Linked DNA regions of Muntiacus reevesi: region 2 is linked to region 1. Evidence: chromatin contacts called from public Hi-C data. All regions are on one chromosome and are shown on one strand. The core of a region is the stretch at or near the end of the contact, and the rest is flanking DNA. Distances in the headings are between cores, read along the strand shown. Region 1 holds the start of COX7B (cytochrome c oxidase subunit 7B). Region 2 holds the start of PGK1 (phosphoglycerate kinase 1).

Region 1 (4,022 bases), core at 96-2,595:
TCTAGAGTTATTTGATCATTTAATGGTTTCTTAAGGGCCTTACAGGTTTTGTCACCTTTGGTTACATTTCGAATGGGCAAATCTACAACATTTCACAATCTTCTGTTCTAGAGCAGTTAAAAGTGAGCATATGAATTCCGCATTGAAAGTAACAACCCCCAAACACCCTTCCCTGAGGTCCAAGGCCCTAGCTTCTCAAAAGGCAAAGAAAATAAGATTATCAAACAGTTCTGCAACACCTCATGACCTCAACACTCACGTTAGACAAGCGGATTTCTTTAGACCTCTTCTCTGTGACAAAAAACGGTTCAGTTACCACCTATTGATAATTTTATATAAACGTCAACAACTCCATGAGGTAGGTATATTTACTAAGCCCCTAATTTACAAAAGAGGAAAATGAAGTTCAGAGACGTTAAATTATTAGCCAAAAGTGAAAGGGATAATAGACGTGACTTTTGGAATATGAAAAACCAGTCAGGCAACTATTTTTTCGTTATTGTCAAAGGTGCTTCAGTGTTTCGTACACAATCTAGTAATACTTCTAATGACTTTGAGCTGAAAATAAAAAGGTAGCTAAAGAACTAAATGGTAATTGCTTAAAGTCACTTTCATTGTAAAACTTCACGTTACTCAAGGTCACCTTCAGTGCAAATGAAGTATGGAAAAGACTTCTACTTCTCCAATCTAGAGCATTATCAATACATAACTCTGGTTTCAAAATTTCCCTGTACTTATCTAACTTTTAGGTAAGAATAAAAACAACCACAATTATTCAGCTAATAATCCACAAAGAACATAAATGCTAAAGTGCTACCATTTAGCAGATAGCAGCACGGCAATGAAACCAGGAACTGGATAAGAAGCTCTTTTGCGGGTAAACTGTATCCCCAAAGCTAAAATTTACGAAATTATTTAAAGAAAAAGAAGTGTTCACTGTGTCCCCCTTGAAATCATAGGCTACCCAATAATGAAACAGAGCAGGGTTATGACTCCAGTAACAGAAACAGAGCTGGGAACCCAAACAGAAACGCTGTGCGATTAGGCTAATGCCAAGGACATCTTACCAATTACTTAGGGTGAGGTGGGAGACCGAGCCTTTAGAATTACAAGGTCGGGCTGCAGATGGAAAGAAAGGTCACAAGAGACGACGAGCAAAAATGGTAAAAAGCTGGTTGGAAATGATCTGATCACAATTTTTGCTCACCTCTCAGACGACTTAGCGCGTTTTTGGCCAAGGGAAACATCCTGAGGTTGAACACAAAACGGCTGCAACTACAGCTGCTGGCCTCTAGCAATTCGTCGTCTACTATCCTTGCAGACTCCTGAAAAACAAAATGGCTCTCGGCTGCCCTCTTTAAAGAGATTTCATGAAATCTCTCGCGAGACCTGTAAAAACCTATAGAATTTGTCCTCTTTACCGCACGCAAAGTACCCGCCTTTTGGGAAATGTAGTTTCGCGCTTCATAAATGACTCATTAGGGTACTTATTGAACAATGAGAAAATTGCTGGTCTTGAAGCCAGGTTTAGGGCTCTTTAGAGGAGAATTGAGACATTAATCTTAGACTAGTCATCAAACGCGTAAACTTCAAGGTAGTGTTCAGAGGCTTGAGCTTGTATCTCGCTCCACACTAGCCAGTATTTTCTGTTCACTCTAAACTTCCTTTGTTTCTTTAATTTTCTGTTTCCTAATACTACCTACTAATATTTTGAATTTTGAAATGATTTTAAGTTATGAGGGACGTTGCAAAAACAGTAAAAGGAATTCTTTTTATTTTTTTGGCTTCAAGATAGTCTATCTTTATTTTTTTTATTTTTTATTTTTTTGCCTTTTTTTTTTTTTTTCCATTCATCTCTATTAGTTGGAGGCCAATCACTCCGCAATATTGGAGTGACTTTTGCCACACACTGACACGAATCAGCCATGGATTTACATGTGTTCCTCATCCTGAACCCCCCTCCCTCCCCATCCCATTCCTCTGGGTCATCCCAGTGCACCAGCCCTGAGCACTTGTCTCATGCATCCAACCTGGACTGGCGATCAGAAAACAATAAAAGGAATTCTTAATACGTAGAAAAATCTATGATAAAGCAAATTTAACAAATTGTTGATCGTAGAGTCTTGGCTGTGTGTGTTCAGAATACAATTATTTCAATATTTCTGTATGTTTGGACATTTTCATAATAAAATATTATCAAAACCGTGTTTCTTATGTCTTTTGCATGGCAGGTGGTTGCCACCTTTAGTCTGCTATAACTGAAGAGTTCCTCTGCTGTCTTTCATGGTATTAATTTTTTTTCTTAAGTTTCAGTTCAGTTCAGTCGCTCAGTCGTGTCTGACTCCTTGTGACCCCATGGACTGCAGCACGCCAGGCCTCCTTGTCCATCATCAATTCCCAGAGGTTTCTTAAACTCATGTCCATGAAGTCGGTGATGCCATCCAACCATCTCATCCTCTGTCATCCCCTTCTCCTGCCTTCAATCTTTTCCAGCATCAGGGTCTTTTCCACTGAGTCAGTTCTTTGCATCAGGTGGCCAAAGTATTGGAGTTTCAGCTTCAGCATCAGTCCTTCCAATGAATATTTAGGACTGATTTCCTTTAGGATTGACTGGTTTGATCTCCTTGCAGTCCAAGGGACTCTCAAGAGTCTTATCCAACACCACAGTTCAAATGCATCAATTATTCGCCGCTCAGCCTTCTTTATGGTCCAACTCTCACATGCATACATGACTACTGGAAAAACCACAGCTTTGACTAGACAGACCTTTGTTGGCAAAGTAATGTCTCTGCTTTTTTTTTTTTTGTCTCTGCTTTTTAATATGCTGTCTAGTTTGGTCATAGCTTTTCTTCCAAGAAGAAATTGTCTTTTAATTTCATGACTGCAGTCGCCATGTGCAGTGATTCTGGAGCCCCAAAAAATAAAGTCTCTCATTGTTTCCATTGTTTCCCCATATATTTTCCGTGAAGTGATGGGACTGGATGCCATGATCTTAGTTTTTGAATGTTGAGTTTTAAGCCAGCTTTTTCACTCTTCTCTTTCATTTTCATCAAGAGGCTCTGTAGTTCCTCTTCACCTTCACTTTCTGCCATAAGGGAGATGTCATCTACATATGTGAAGTTATTGATATTTCTCCCAGCAATCTTGATTCTAACTTGTGCTTCATTCAGCTTGGCATTTCACATGATGTACCTTGGTGGCTCAGACGGTAAAGAAACTGCCTTTAATGCAGGAGACACAAGTTTGATCCCTGGGTCAGGAAGATGCCCTGCAGAAGGTAATAGCAACCTACTCTAGTATTCTTGCCTGGAGAATTCCATGGACAGAGGAACCTGGTGTGCTACAGTCGATGGGGTTGCAAAGAGTCGGACACGACTGAGCAACTAACACTTACTTACTCACTTACTCTGCATATAAGTTAAATAAGCAGCCTTGTCATTCTCCTTTCCCAGTTTGGGACCAGTCTGTTGTTCCGTGCACAGTTCTAGCTGTTGCTTCTTAACCTGCATACAGATTTCTCAGGAGGCAAGTAAGGTGATGTGGTATTCCCATCTCTTTAAGAATTTTCCACAGTTTGTTGTGGTTCACACAGCCAAAGGCTTTGGCATAGTCAATAAAGCAGAAATAGATGTTCTTCTGGAACTCCCTTGCTTTTTCGATGATCCATCGGATGTTGGCAATTTGACCTCTGGTTTCTCTGCCTTTTCTAAATCCAGCTTGAACACCTGGAAGTTCTCAGTGACATACTGTTGAAGCCTCACTTGAAGGATTTGGAGCATTACTTTGCTAGCATGTGAGATGACTGCGATTGTGTCATAGTTTGAACTTGCTTTGGCATTGCCTTTCTTTAGGATTAGAATGAAAACTGACTTTTTCCAGTCCTATGGCCACTGGTGAGTTTTCCAAATTTGCTGGCATATGGAGTGCAGCACTTTAACAGCATTATTTTCTTACTATAGGTAAGCTTATTCTCTCTACTTTACATATGAAGGAAGTGAGTACTGTATCAAGATTAGGTAATT
Region 2 (4,385 bases), core at 1,886-4,385, 230 kb before region 1:
CCAATGAAGGAAACTGGGTGAACACAGGGCCTCTCTGTTATCTTTGCAACATTCTGTGAACATATAACTATTTCAGAATGAATCTTAAAAATATTAATTTAGTTGTAATAAGGATATCAAGTCTCTATCACCTGAAATCTCAGAAGTTCAGGCCCAGTTCCACTGAAAGCTCTCCAGGAAACCATTCCCACCCTTACTTCACTGTCCCTAATCGGGAAATAAGGGTATTATGGCTCTCTTAGAGGGCTTCCCTGGTGGCTCAGACAGTAAAGAATCTGCCTGCAATGCAAGAGACCCAGGTTCAATCCCTGGGTCAGGAAGATCCCCAAGAGCAGGAAATGGCAACCCACTCCAGTATTCCTGCCTGGAAAATTCCATGGACAGAGGAGCCTGGCGGGAGACCACATGGTCGCAAAGAGTCGGACAGGACTGAGCGACTAATAACTAACTGGCTCTCTCAGAGACTTTTTTTCTTCTCTGCTGTTTTTCCTCCCTGTTTCTTCTTCCACTACACCAACTTGTAGCTGTTGCTTAACAAGTTACAACAGGTTAGAGAAAAACTGTGAGGTTTTTAAAAAATGGAGGAGGGGGAGCAAGCAAAAGGGAAGTGCTTCACCAGTCGGCAAAGGAGTATGACTGGCAACCTATGAGAGGAAGAAAGGAAATGACATGGCAAAATTAAACAGGAAATTTACTCAAGGTCTATAAAGTCAAATGAAATCCTAAAAAACTGAGGTACAACCTGGTAATTATCCACTCAGAGATCTCTGGCTATCAGGAAGTTCCCTCAACAAATCAGTGAATTTCCCTTGGCAGTTCAAAGCAGGGGCCGCAAACATCACAGCTCCCTTTTGCAAGACAAAGAAAGGAGGCAAGCGAAGCAGCCACTACACTGGAGGCTCCACTTCCGGAACACTGCCAGCAACCACTACATAAAGGCAATTAAAAAGAAATTTGAGCTGACGATGCAAGGCTACCTAGACTCTTGCAAAAAGCAATCCTACAATGAATGTGACTCTCTGTTCAAGAGCTACATTAATAATCCGGGGGAAAAGCAACTTCCTGTCCTCAAATCAGATAAGTAGAATTTATCCAGATTACAGGGGGAACTTATTGACTGCAACCTTCAGCTGACAAAAGGTCTATTTTAACCTGTCCTTATTCACTACATCCAAGAATTTAGAGGATCTGGATGGTAGCCAAGGAGACCCAAATACTAGTTCTGGTTCTGCCACCAACTTGCTAGTTCAGTGACCATGATTAGGTCATTTTCCAACAGTAAAACAGGACTAGCCAGTCATTTCAAAGCTTACGGTTAATCTGTGTAAAATGAAACTTTGAGCCCTGGGGCAGAAACATATTTCAAATTAGGTCCAGAGGGAGAAAAGATAGCACCTCCTCCAGTCTCACTCTCAGCCAGCTCAGATAATTCCGCAAACCTGGGAAGAGAGGAGATAAAGCCCCAGACCGCAATTGTAGGAAGGTAGCCAAGATCTAGCTGCACGCCACTGTGCATTTGTCCTGTTTTTCTTAAGGTCTATCCATCTTTTTAAAAGCATCTGAGGGGTAGACAGTGCCATTATCTAATACTAGGATGGCTGTGATTCCTACTCTGTTCAGATTGCACAGGATTTAGGTGATTGAACAAAAGGGGGCACCAGGTGTTTTTCATGGCCATAAGCCATTGGGTTCTTCTGATTATTGCCATAGTAGGACAGAGAAGGCCACTTGTAAACTAATAGTGGCCATAATGAAATTAGAGGAAAGGGGAGAGCTACATTAACTTTTAGGGCATCCACAGAGTACACCAATTCACAGCACCTACCTAGTTTAAGCCTTAAGGGAGATCCCCTACTGCTTTCTGAATCCATTAATATAGAAAAGTTGCCCTCTCTTGAACCAGCCAAAATTGGGAAAGGGGTTGGATCACATCTTTCACATGCCTGCCCATCAATCAACCACTTCCCTAAAAGGACAAGACTACCCAATGCTGTCAAGCCCTTATGCTGGCAAAAGCACCACCCTTGGATCCTATCAAGGTCAAGTCAGTTACATACCTAACTGAATTCCTGCAATTAGCTCCTGGCATGCACGAATGTACACGTTACAAAAAGGAGAAATGTAAATACTCCATACATCAGTACTAGTAATTCTGGCAAGCAAGGGAGAAGCCATGTGGCCAGGGATCCACATGTTTGGAGTAAGAGACCCAAGGCAGGTGGCAAGCCTTCCCCACTTCTAATATCCTGCTTCTCTAGCCACCTCTGGCAGTGAGGTTAGAGAACATCAAGAATGAGCAGCCACACCCTGCTCTACCATTACCCAGTATGTGTCACAATCCTGCTGCAAAACCCAAGGCCTGTAGTCCAAAGACACTACAGGGCGGCAGAGGCCTGTTACATAAGCTCTGCAGGGCCTCCTTCCGTACGCCCCACCCTACCTCACCCTCCTACCCTCAATGCTTTAGTGGATTCTACTCCTGAACAACGAAATCAACATCCTCTGGGAAAGATGTGCCTTTGGGCAGGGACCTTAGAAATGTGGGCCATTTATCACTGGTCTGGGGTGGTCTAGGGTGGTGGAGGAAGGAAAACTATTCAAATGACCTTTCAAGGTCCCTTCACTGGAGGCCGAGGGATCTGCACGTTAAGCATCAGGTCCCACCTCGCCAACTGAGAACTGAGGCGACGGAACTGCCCTTCAGAAACAAGAAAAGAGGGCAAAATGGATCCCCGCAATCTGACCCTCCCTGGGAGGATCCACCCCTGCAAAGGGCAACTTCGGCTCAGTTTCTGGGCTGGGGAAAATGAGGTCAGAAACCGTTAAACCCGGGCAAAACCTCAGCCACAATGGTGGCCAGCCTCGCCCTGCTGAGCTAGAGCCAAGGGGCCGAGAGTAGGGCTAAAGGTCACTTGAGGCAGGAGGAAAAGAAGTCGGCCCCGGCCGGAGAGGCTGCGGGAGAACCCCAAGGATTACCTCATGACGACCCGCTTCCCCTTCACATCCAGCTTGTCCAGAGTCAGCTTGTTAGAAAGCGACATCTTGGCAATTCAGCTGCAGCGAGAGGCCGGGGGAAGAGACAGCGACAGAATGAGACCGACTCAGAGGCCGAACGCGTGGAAAATGCCTAGCACCTCGCGGGCCCGGTCGCCACGCCTCCTGCCCCGCCCCTTTCCGGCCGCTGCGCCTGGCTCTCGGCGCCCAGTGGCCGCTCTAGAAGGCGGCCCGAAGGCGCCCGCTGGCTGCCATTGCACCGAGGCGCTGTCAGTCAGCGAGGGCGCTGGTGGGACGTGCAGCTGCCGCCAGTCACGTCCAGCACGCAGCGAGCGGATGGGAACTTTCGTGACCAGAGGCGGGAGGCGGTGCTGCCGGGCCAACCGGTGAAGGGATCCGGAGCAGGTTGGCGCCGAGGGGCGGCCGCGGCCCGGATTTCTGCGGCCGCACCCAGAGCAGCTGCAGAGCCCCGCAAACCCACGGCAGCCTGGGGGAAAACGTCACCCCACACCCCATGGAATTCCCGGCAACCCAATTCAGGATAAATGCAAATGGCACCTCCTTGTGGAAAATTTGTTTTCCTGGCTCCCCCAAAAGGAATTCTCCGTTAGACTCCTAAGTTCCTTTAAGAATTGAGACCTTTCAGAAGTTGGAAAAGGCCCTGCTTCTCCCTTTCTCATCTGCTTACCTTTTTTTTTTTGTAATAAGTACAATGATTTGATTACAACGCAAAGCTAATGGCAAATACATAGAACATTTTTCACATATGAACTCACATTGCTCACAAACAAGCAATCCTCATTTTACAGATGAATGAACTGATGCACAAAGAGGTTGCTTAGGGTTTCAGGTCTTGTAAATGGTAGATTCAAACCTAGACAGTTAACGGTGTAGAGTTCATACACCTAACTATAGTATAGTACCGATACCACTGCTCAGGACCAGGCACTCGGGTCCAATATTACTTACAGAGTTGGTTGGAATGAAATAATTTGAGTCAGAAACATAAAAACTAAAAAAAAAAAAAAAGAAAGAAACAAAAACTTTCCACGCGGTACTCAAGCTCCGAGTAAGATGTAAGAAATATTAATTCATAGTGCACTGGTACTGAGACACAAGTTCAAAGTTATAAGCATTCGTTTCTTTCAATCCTGTCAGTGCATTTGGGAAATCGCCATGGAGTTATTTCCACCTGAGTCTGAATTTGAGACCCAGATGGGCCTGCTGACTTCCTGGTCATCAGATCTGCATACCTTAGCACTCATTTCACTCCACCTGGGTTGCTGTAGTAGTCAGAAGCAATTCCTTTTGCATAAGATAGAGTAGCAACCAAGGGTATCAGCAAAGAAACTAAAACAAGCATATAATCTGACAGAGTGAATTTAATAACA

Evidence for each region. A called contact is a pair of places that touch in the nucleus more often than the background predicts.
Region 2: a contact with region 1 is called in a Hi-C map of muscle, with 2.5 times the contacts expected there. The contact joins the promoter of PGK1 here to the promoter of COX7B in region 1. A contact is called at or near these places in 2 of 3 Hi-C or Micro-C datasets (blood and muscle).

Annotation. Positions count from the first base shown.
Region 1 is chrX:69,392,120-69,396,141 of mMunRee1.1, reverse strand. COX7B (cytochrome c oxidase subunit 7B) reads right to left here and starts at 1,345. Exons shown (of 3, transcript XM_065916368.1): 1 at 1,208-1,345. The coding sequence starts at 1,247.
Region 2 is chrX:69,625,683-69,630,067 of mMunRee1.1, reverse strand. PGK1 (phosphoglycerate kinase 1) reads right to left here and starts at 3,135. Exons shown (of 11, transcript XM_065916451.1): 1 at 2,977-3,135. The coding sequence starts at 3,041.